Linked DNA regions of Mus musculus: all the other regions are linked to region 3. The links are chromatin contacts, called in public Hi-C and HiChIP or PLAC-seq maps. All regions are on one chromosome and are shown on one strand. Each heading gives the region's core, a stretch centred on a gene start, on an enhancer-like site or on the middle of the called end of the contact. The rest is flanking DNA. Distances are from core to core; before and after follow the strand shown. Region 1 has its middle 48 kb from the start of Gm25633. Region 2 overlaps Ncam1 (neural cell adhesion molecule 1). Region 3 has its middle 61 kb from the start of 2310003N18Rik.

Evidence for each region. Hi-C and Micro-C count contacts between places; a contact is called where the count stands out from the background. HiChIP or PLAC-seq counts read pairs in DNA pulled down with a chosen protein or histone mark.
Region 1: a Hi-C map of cerebral cortex shows a contact between it and region 3, with 3 times the contacts expected there. The contact joins two enhancer-like sites. A contact is called at or near these places in 9 of 484 Hi-C or Micro-C datasets (the 3T3-L1 cell line, the HL-1 cell line, the N1E-115 cell line and 6 more), 2 of 115 datasets of contacts at active chromatin or transcription factors (craniofacial prominence and embryonic hindbrain) and 1 of 9 other capture datasets (embryonic stem cells).
Region 2: a contact with region 3 is called in an H3K27ac HiChIP or PLAC-seq map of embryonic fibroblasts, with 10 times the contacts expected there. The contact joins two enhancer-like sites. A contact is called at or near these places in 2 of 15 datasets of contacts at CTCF or cohesin (the NIH/3T3 cell line and embryonic stem cells), 36 of 484 Hi-C or Micro-C datasets (the AML12 cell line, the AtT-20 cell line, the N1E-115 cell line and 16 more), 7 of 115 datasets of contacts at active chromatin or transcription factors (the NIH/3T3 cell line, embryonic basal ganglia, embryonic fibroblasts and 1 more) and 1 of 9 other capture datasets (embryonic stem cells).

What each region holds. Positions count from the first base shown.
Region 1 is chr9:49,872,289-49,875,529 of GRCm38.p6, reverse strand. No RefSeq gene overlaps it. Among named protein-coding and RNA genes, the nearest start is that of Gm25633, 48 kb to the right of the region's middle. Within about 2 kb of position 1,754, at least 114 of the 459 cell types and tissues checked have an H3K27ac peak or open chromatin away from gene starts, as enhancers often do. A contact at or near this core is called in the N1E-115 cell line, cerebral cortex and stem cell-derived motor neurons, where this site is marked.
Region 2 is chr9:49,721,823-49,725,084 of GRCm38.p6, reverse strand. All of the region lies in intron 1 of Ncam1 (neural cell adhesion molecule 1), which reads left to right. Among named protein-coding and RNA genes, the nearest start is that of Ncam1, 76 kb to the left of the region's middle. Within about 2 kb of position 1,979, at least 30 of the 459 cell types and tissues checked have an H3K27ac peak or open chromatin away from gene starts, as enhancers often do. A contact at or near this core is called in cerebellar granule neurons and embryonic fibroblasts, where this site is marked.
Region 3 is chr9:50,170,634-50,173,956 of GRCm38.p6, reverse strand. No RefSeq gene overlaps it. Among named protein-coding and RNA genes, the nearest start is that of 2310003N18Rik, 61 kb to the left of the region's middle. Within about 2 kb of position 1,931, at least 35 of the 459 cell types and tissues checked have an H3K27ac peak or open chromatin away from gene starts, as enhancers often do. A contact at or near this core is called in the N1E-115 cell line, cerebellar granule neurons, cerebral cortex and 2 more, where this site is marked.

The sequences.
Region 1 (3,241 bases), core at 505-3,004, 300 kb after region 3:
GTCACTGGTAAAAGCTCAAGTTCAGTCCAAGAGCACAAAACACACAGGTCTCAGAAGGATCATTCAAGTTACTACAGCACAAAAGGTTCAAGAGACACATCCCTACATCCCTGCCTCCCATGGGATCTCCATCGTCAACTGACAGTCAGTAGAGACTCCTTGTCCCTTAGGATAGACAAGTGTGAACCCCAACTGAGAAGGATGTTCCTGGGAACTTGAAGGAAATGTATTGAAGCCTTCTTTCATTGTCCCCTTCCACTCTTGGCTAACAGCCATGGCTCCTGTCATCTAGAGGGTGCTTACTGGCTACTAGGGTCATGTGAAACTCTTTGTTAAGGATGTTTCCCATGAGTAAGTAAGGCCTGTAGCTTCTGTCACTCATAACAGGTACCTCCACTGGTATGCAGAGACCCAACTTGCAATGGTTAGAGATGACTCATGAGGAATGACTGGGATCAAGTCCAAGGTCAGGCCACCATCGGACATATCTGTTTATTCAGCCTAGTTATTTGGTCCCCCCCCCCCCGAAAAGCAGTTTTACTATTTATATTTTTAAACTCAGTGCCATTTTGACCAGACTGAAATGAACACATGGGAAGTCTACCTGGCACAACAGGAGATCAAGAATGGACCAGGAAAGTGTCAAGGACATGAAGCCTGGCATAAATGTTGAAGTGGGTCGCTCGGGGAAAGTCCCTTGGAGAAAATGGCCAATGAGTGGGCTCAGCTTTCCAGGCCTCTGCCAGAGTGTAAAAGCAAAGAAAGAAGGTATGCCCTGCCAGCCATTATCCTCACCTAGAACCACAGATGTTACTTACTGAGTCCTGTCCAGATCAGAAGCCTCCCAGGGAGCAGATGCATGCCCAGTGAGCACAAGGAATAAGTTTCTGAGACAAGTCAGAAAAGAAGGACTGGGTGATGATTTTCCACTCTGTGGAATTAAGCTTGTGGAATGCCTTGAGTGCATTAATACACAGCTCTTTCCCCAAATCCACAGTGGTATACCCGCACCTCAGCTATTGGGTCTGTAAGTCCCCTAGGTGTATAGCAACCTCTTCAATATTGATCAAGCCACTGAATGCCCCAATGGACATTTCTTGTAAAATGTGAGACAAAAATTAATTAACTCATTAATTAATTAATAATACAGTTTTGAAAACATAATTATAATGATAATGATTACCATTTTGCAGACTTCCCAATATTGCTGGGGCTGCTAGAATAGCAGGGAGCACGCCAAGACCGCTAAGGATGGGTAGCCTCGCCTCCTTGCTAATCCTTTCTGATTTGGCAGACCAGGTGAAAAGCTACAGTTTTAACTTGCAGGAAAAAGAAAGCACGGGTCCAATCCTGAGAGGGAGAAAGAATCCAAAGCAGAAGAGAAACAGAGAGGGCCCGGGGTGTAGATGGTTTGATTTTCTGCCCCCAGTTAAAAGGGTTAAGACCAGAAAGCAGCAATATCAATAGTTGTTTTGTTTGCCCGACAGAGAAAGATTGTGTTAGACCCCTACTGACCCGCAGCTAATCCCCTTCCTGCGGGTCTGGAGAAGAGCCGGGTGCTCTGGGCTGTGTGTAGTTTCTGCACCTTGAGGCTGAAGCAAACAGACTTGACAAGCAAGCTCAGCAACCACAGACTCTGCTCATCCACCCAGAAAGCTGGCAGGAACCGCCTGAAGGGAAGGGATTCATTCTCCTCCTTTACTGCCTGGAGAGCCAATCACGGGGGTATATTCAGCCAGCAAGCCAGCCAATCATATCATTTGACAAGACAAGGACCAATCATCTTGCTTCGTCCATCTAGGCCACTGCATCTCTAACCTCCTCCCTCTGAGGGCTGTTTCCCATCATTGCCAGGGCCCTGGAGAGGAAGGGAGCTGAAAGCCCCAAGACAGGGCAGTGTGTAAGCAGGAGAGCTACTGGTGGGAAACACCCTGAGCAAAGCCCACTCATCAAGTCACTCTTTGTTTACTGGGCACCATCCCTGTCTCAGGCCCTGCAAATGTGAAAGGCAGGATGATGTTTAAAGCCTAGTTGAGATAGAGTTGGTAATCCCAGCACCTTTACACAGGCACCAGGGAGAGCAGGGGCGGGGGGTGGGGGGGGAGGGAGACTATGAAATCAAAAGGCTCCTTAAAATAGGCACCAGGAGCCTATGGGGATATATCAGGAAACCCTCCAAGAGATGATATAACAACAGTCAGGCCTGTCATAGCCCCCAAGATCTCTCGAATACGCCTAACTGATTGCTAGGCCCGCTGTACTAAAATGGCTCATAGTGGTATCCTCAACCACTGGTATGTATCCTCTCAAACAACTGGAAGCCAAAAAAATTGAGATCCAGATGTGGGCTGCTTTCCTCTGTGGCCTCTTGAGAAGTCATTTCCTGGTCTCCTCTCTGTAATTATATCTTTGTCCAAATTCGCTTGACTTGTAAGGACACTAGTCACATTGGGTTAGAACTCCCTCTAATGGCCTCATTTACCCCTATAAAGACTATTATCAGTCATATTCTGAAAGGTAGGAGTTAGACAGACTGTGAGTATATAAACTGAACAGGACACAGTTAAGCGCTGACATAATTTTTACATTGGTTTGAAAATGTGATCTAACTACTGACCCCATCCCCCAAGAACACTATGACCAAGGTCTTTCTGTCCTCTGAGTCTTGGGTGCTAAGTGACTCAGACAGGCTCCAGTCAGAGAGAATGGATGAAGAAGCTCAGGTCCATTTGCAGAAACAAGTCCATCCCTACCCCCATCTCTTCCTCCAAAAGCTGCCCATCACTTAAAGACTCGGCATCCCACTTTCACTGCTCACTGGCCCTGCATAGGGGGTATCTCATGTCATTTTTCTCTGTGATAGGTACTGATGTTGCGTTAGACTTAGTGGGAGGGGACAGGAAGTGAGTAAGAGGAGATGGGGAAGGGGAGGAGAGAAGCAGAAGAGGAAGTGAACGCCATTGGTCTGGTCCTTACCAGTCAGCCTGAGTTCCCCGAGAAAAGTTCCCAGTATCCCCAGTCTGCAGTCACAGGGTAAAGAAGTGCTCAGTGACTTTCAGGTGACACCGTAGGATGTGGGTGATGTGCAGAGAGCAGGGAAGAGACATGCTCTGAGTTCCATGCTCCGCAGCTCAGTAAGACTGACCAGACATTCACTACATACCAGGCACAGGCACCATGTCAGGAGCCAAAGACAGATGAATGAGCTACAGTCTGCTCTTCATGGATCTAACAGTCTCCT
Region 2 (3,262 bases), core at 730-3,229, 450 kb after region 3:
TTTCTGGCGTAGCTGCCACCAACTATAAAAAGAACCTTTTCTGATTAGGATTGAGAGTCACACTGATCTATGGTGTGAAGATAAGAATTCAGAAGGCAATTCCATACTATGTCCTTTTATCAAGTAATACTAGTGGTAGAATTTTGTCCTCATCAACCATGCATTTTTGGCCAGGTTTACAGTATCAGGCATGAGAGTCCACCTTTGAGTTGACCTTAAATCTAATTATAGAGCACCTATTACACTAAGGGGCATGTCTTGCCATATTGGTCATCATTGCAGCTTGTAGGGTTCGCAGTTACAGAAGACTACTAACTAACTCCTGCCCAAACTCCAGCAGCCCATATAGTACCTTCTATTACTAGCAAAGCTAGTCACCAGGGAGGAAGCTTCCACTGTAACTACCAATTTGATGTCTGTAAATCTTGTTATGAAAGTATGTAGTGCCTTCGTCGATAGGGTCTTACTAAAAAGTTTTGATAGTCAATCAAGAACAAGAGCAATAGAGTGTATTGTTCTGAGGGTCTCTGGGGACTCTCTGGCCCACAATTCAAATGGAGGTATCACACACCTGGAGCTGGGATTTTTGTTTAATAAGCTATGGATTCTGGTAGGAGTATTATCAGTCTCATGTAGGGTGCCTCTGTTCACACTATTTTTGTTATATTTTAATGAGCTTGTGAAATAGCAGGTTCCCACACAGTTTTTTCACACCTCCTTATTGTTATGCATTATCTCAGTCTCTCCTCCACTCTCCCTCATCCCCCTCACTATTTAACCCCCCTCCATTATTCCCCTACCCCTTTCATACCACCTGGGACTTACTTCTATTGTTTTAAAAGAATATGGCATTAAAATTATTATTTTAGACAGACATGGTGGCTCAGGTCTGTAATCCTATCTCTTGGGAACTGGAGCAGGAAGATGAGGTCATAGGGAATTAGAGGCCAGCCTGAGCTACATATTCCTACAAACAAGCCTCAGCCCACCGCTGTAACTAAGCCCAGTAAACTCACTGGCTCACTAAGCCAGACTTAGAGGGGTTCATTTTGTTGGCTTGTCAACAGTGTCCTGACTGTGGCTTTGGGATTCTCAGATGCATCGCTGACATACACCAAGTGTTTCTGATTCAGAGTATTCCCACAGAAACGAGCTTATTGAGTTTTCATCATAATTTCTTGAGAAAAAAAAAAAAGCTCAGCCTGCTTTAAGGATGAGGCAATTAAAAGGCAAAACAGATGCATGAATTGCTCAAAGTGACACCCAGAAAGAACCAAGAACCCTGGCCTGGGAATTTTCATTGCTTTGATCTTATCTGATACTAGGCTGCCTGGGATATGGTCTTTGCCTAGTCTCAGGCTAAAATTTCCCAAATGGTAATAAAATATCAATCAAAATCAAACAATATCAGTTACATGCTTGTTCTGATAAAGGAACCTCTTGTCCACAGGGACCCTGACCTTGTTGTCTCTGGGACCCCTGTCCAGCCCAGAGTCTGTTACATGGAAGGAATGTATTCCAAGAATCTCTGGACCTGGGTTGACTTAAGAGTGAAGTATTTTTCTCCTGCACCCAGACCACCTTTGATTCCTTTCTATTCAATCAACACACCAAAGCAGACTCTAAACTTTGCAGTTATCTTTGACTGCTTTCAAAGAGTCCTCTTTATATTCCCATTTTCCAGCATTCCCAGAGTTTCTACACCACTCCGTTAGTTCTTCTGACATGCCCTCATACTTGTCTCTCTTGTCCCTGTTCCGGTCCCCCAGCCTTCCAGCCTCTGGCTCCACTAATGCAAGACAAGTCTCCCCCAAATACAGCTCTCCTCCAAAGGCTCAACCTTCTTAGAGTGTGGGGGTTTGAGAGCTTGTCTGAGCCAGGTCACCTCCAAGAAAAGAGACCATTCTAAAGCATAGTCCCAGAGGATGACTGGCTCACCAGCGGGTGTGGGCACCACCCACAACTCTGCTTTCCTGAGACCCAGCCAAGGATCTTGGCTTTGTCCCACACTACATCTTGTTATTCCCACCATCTGCAGTCCTCATGGATTCTCCCCAGCATGCCCACGACAGCCCAGGTCTCTTTGTCTGGTGTGGAGACACTCTCGGTGACCCAGTTCCAACATACTGTTCAAATGATCTCTGCCTAATCCCTAAATCAGTGTTCCAGCCAAGATGTGCGACTCACCATTCCTTCAACAAGCCCACCGCTTTCTCACTTTCCTGTCTCTTTGCCCTTTTAAGGCAGTGTTCTCTACACAGAGTCTCTCCCATCACCCTCCCTCTGCCTCAGGCTAACCTTGCCTCAAGAAGAACCCCTGGGTCTGTCTTCTCTGCTTGAAGCTGAAAGGATGTTCTCAGCTCTGGGAGCTCACAGACCTTTGCCTGCCTGCCCCGGATTTATCCTACTCTGTTTTTACATTGTGATAACTTTATGATCATTTTCTTTGCCTACTACAGCCTCGGCAAGAATTGTGTCTTATTCTGTATCCCTCTTTATCAGGCTTAGCAGACTGGTATTGATTAGAATGAGCAACTGCTTTGGTGACCAAATATTTGGAAACACCATGCTGAAGAAAACTCTAGCCAGCATTGGGAGGAAACAGGACTTCAGTATCTCCAAAACTATTCGGGTTTGGGAAACCTGTAAAAACCTAGGCAAGACAGCTTGAACCTAGGATCCCAATACTAGGGAAAGAGATGAGACAATCCCTTGGACTTGATAGCTACCCAGTCTAAAAGAATCATTAAACTCCAGGTAGACATGATAGACCCTGCTCTGTATCTGGTGTGGAAACACTCTCAGTATGTAGCTGTACCAGCAAGATCTTGATGGAGACCCCCCCTCCGTCAGTAGATAAGATGGAAGAGTGATCGGAAGAGGACAGGGTTCTCGTGAGCAAGAGGTTCCTTTATCAGAGCAAGTGTGTAACTGCTATTGTTTGATTTTGATTATTGTTTTATTACTGTTTGGGCAATTTTAGCCTGAAACTAGGCTAAGACTTTATCCCAGGAGGCCTTAGTGTCAGATAAGATCAAAACAATGAGAATTTCCAGGCCAGGGCTCTTGGTTTTCTCTGGGTGTCACTTTGAGCAATTAATGCAACTGTTTTGCTTTTTAATTGCTTCAGCCATGTACAAATCATACACATGTAAACCTCTGGCTTTTACACACTTATTCATACGGGTGTGTATGTGAACATACACATTCACACACACACATGCATACATACACGCACACACGAGCACAGATATTAATGTTT
Region 3 (3,323 bases), core at 682-3,181:
AGTTTCTTTTACAGTTGTTTGCCTCATTCTCTTGAGACAGCATCTCCCAGCCTCTCACTGAACCAGAAGCCTGTCATTTTGACATGGCTGATTGACAAGTAAATCCCTGGATTTTCCTGTTTCTTCCTGACCACTCCAATGCTTAGATTACAGGCACATGTAGCTGCCTGGCTATTCTACAGAGGGGCTGGGGACTTAGCTCCTCATGCTAGCACAACAGACACCGCTGCCCAATGAGATACCTTCCCAACTCAGCTTTTTTTTTTTTTTTTTAAGATAATTGTGCAGTGTGTCTCAGAATGGCCTCAAACTCTGATAATCTTGCATCAGTCTCTTGAGTGCTTGGGTTATAAGTGTGTGTAACCGCCATTCCCAACCATATTGTGGTTTTCAAGAAGCACTTCTGCTTGTTTATACTTCCACTACCCTTTAAGAAGAAAATGAGATCAAAGCTACTGTGGATATCTTTTAGCTGTGGAAAGCTAGTGTTATTATATAAAGAACCTGCTAAGGTCACACGGTGACTTAAGGCAAGAAGAGACTCAGTACACTGCCTTTCCCCTAGGTCTATCCATAACTACCAGGATGACCTAACTCACCATGGGTTGATCAAGTTCTCATTCAAGTGAAATACTCTCACTTTCTGTAGGAAGTGCTCCTTGTGAGGTGTAAAAGATCCCTCAGTTCAACCTCTCAGACCTGGAGCTATTCCCAAAACTTGAGCATATACAACTTCATCTAGAAGTGCTCAGAAGGGTAATTAAACAGAGCCTTCATTTTCCAGATGAGAGGACTGAGGCTTGGTGTGTGTGTGTGTGTGTGTGTGTGTGTGTGTGTGTGTGTGTGTGTGTGTGTGTGATTAGCTCTACATCCAGCTTTAGATTGAAACTGCACACTTCTAGTGTTGTCTATTTGGTTTATTTCTTAAACTCTTTCTCTGAATATTTATGTATCTACCTTCTGAAGAGACATTGCAAGTGATCTTGAATTCTGCTACATCTGAAGTTCCAGGGTTCACACCCCAGACACTTTTATCCCATCTATAGAAGACTCTTTGTATCTATCTAGTGCCTGGAGGCTGAAACCTGGGGCTTCTTAAATAGTCCAAAGCACAGTTTGTTTGAAAATGGCTACAAGGGCTCTGATCCCCCATTCCCCCTCCAAATAAGGGCTTCTTCTGGTCTTGCCCAAGGACTGCCATGATCCTGTTTATAGCCTCAGTGGGAAACTGGAATTGGTAAGTAAGATTGTTACCCACAGTAAATGGGTAACAGTGATTTTGGTCAGTTGCCAAATAAACTCCCATTGATGTTTCTTCTTCTTCTTCTTCTTCTCCTTCTTCTTCTTCTTCTTCTTCTTCTTCTTCTTCTTCTTCTTCTTCTTCTTCTTCTTCTTCTTCTTCTTCTTCTTCTTCTTCTTCTTCTTCTTCTTCCTCCTCCTCCTCCTCCTCCTCCTCCTCCTCCTCCTCCTCCTCCTCCTTCTTCATTTAATTGATGTCAAAGCATAGACATTGTGCAGGGGAGTCAGGGGAATATCCAAGAGTGACTGATTCTTAATCCTTACCAGTGGGCCATCCTAAGATTTGCAGGGGCCCAATTAAGTATGGCTTCTCTTTAAAATCAATGCACACATCTCCTCCATTAGGAGTTAGTGTGGCAAAGGCCTCCAAATCCACTAGATGGCAGTAGTCGGTTAATCATGTAGGAAGGGGTTGCCTAGAGAAGCAATTCCCAACAGAGCGGCCACGCTCCAGGATTTATAATCAAGTCCAGAATGTCTAAATATAAAGATACTTTCTCCCTTCCTGCATTCCCCAAAGATTACTTTCACTCTTTTTAATTATTATTTAAAAATAACAGCTACTCTGGGCTAGACTACACAAGACTATGGCTGAAAAGAAACAGGGGCATCCAAGCCTGAAGCAATGGCTGGAGAATTCGGGAGTCAGCATAGGTCCAGCTCGATTCAGCTGCCAACTCCTCCTACAAGCAAAAGGTTTCTTCCGAGCTCTTTCTAGCCACCACTCTGCAAGCTTCCAGGCCTTCAAATCAGAGACCTCATCCAGACCATGAGCCCCAAACCACAATTTACCACATAACTACGCTGAGCTCTGAACCAAACCCTAATATTAATTTATGGGACCACAAAGCCATTACAAAGTTACGTTCTATTTTCCTTATAGAAAGAAAGGGAAGAGGGAGGGGGTGAAGGGCAGGGGGGGGGGGGGATAGGAAACGAAGTCATACATAGGAGAGATTTGAACTGAAATCAAATCTGTGTGTTTCCTAGCTAGCGCTCTGGAGCAGGGGCTTCAGGAAGTTCTCTGAATCTGACCTGAACCAAGTGTATATTGCACAGCCCCACTCCCCTGGCTTGAGCCATGGTTCTCTGAAACAACCTTGTTTTCCCTCTGAAGCTGCTTTCAACGCTATCCTGGCCTCCAATACTGGAGTCTCACAGTAGGGTTGTGTGGAATTGACCCTGGAATAGCCTTTTACAGAGACACCCCAACTCTTTTATGAACACTCCTTATTAGGCCATTTTCTTGTTGGTCTTTGTCTTTTCTTTAGCAGCCAAAGAGTCTGGTGGTTGGATCTGAGATTTATGTGGGACACTTGGCTAAAATATAAACAGTGGTTTAGAGAAGGGGAATCTGCTTCGTGTCAAAAGGAAGACTAGGCTTGGGGCCTCCTGGAAAGCTAGTTGGATGCTTATCCACAGAACAACATTTCTGTCACTAAGGATTCTGGCCCAGGCTAGCTGGCTAGGGCCTGGCTGCAGAGCACAGTCAGGTTCATACCATGTGTTAGACCCACCCTTACCTGGGTTAGCAGGGAGGGAGCCCAGCACTCTGTTCATAATCATTTGTGGCCAACAGTGCTTGGCTTTCTGCAAACCAATCACATTGTGTGTGTATGTGTGCACTTCATTTTACCCATTAATTGAGTAACCCCCTGAGGGCCATGAGCAATACAACCAGGTTTTATAAGGTTTGGAGTTCGTACAACTCTGAGGGAAGTGGGACTATAAGAAAATGAAGTCAAGATTCCAAGGATAGTATTAGACAACAATGAAAATATTGATTTAGAATGACACAGACTGAATCGCACTCTTACAGAATGGCTTCTCCAGCCAGGGAAACTGGATCTCTTCTGAATGGAGGTCTTGGGAGGCATACTCTGAGAGTTTCTAGATAAACCGTTCTTCACAGTGCCCTGGTGACGCTGAAGAGGCTCACATCCCTTGTCCAGGGTCAGACTTAATATGGGATCCAATTCAATTGCGAAATCAAAACTTTTGACTCTCATGGTCAAAATTTGCCC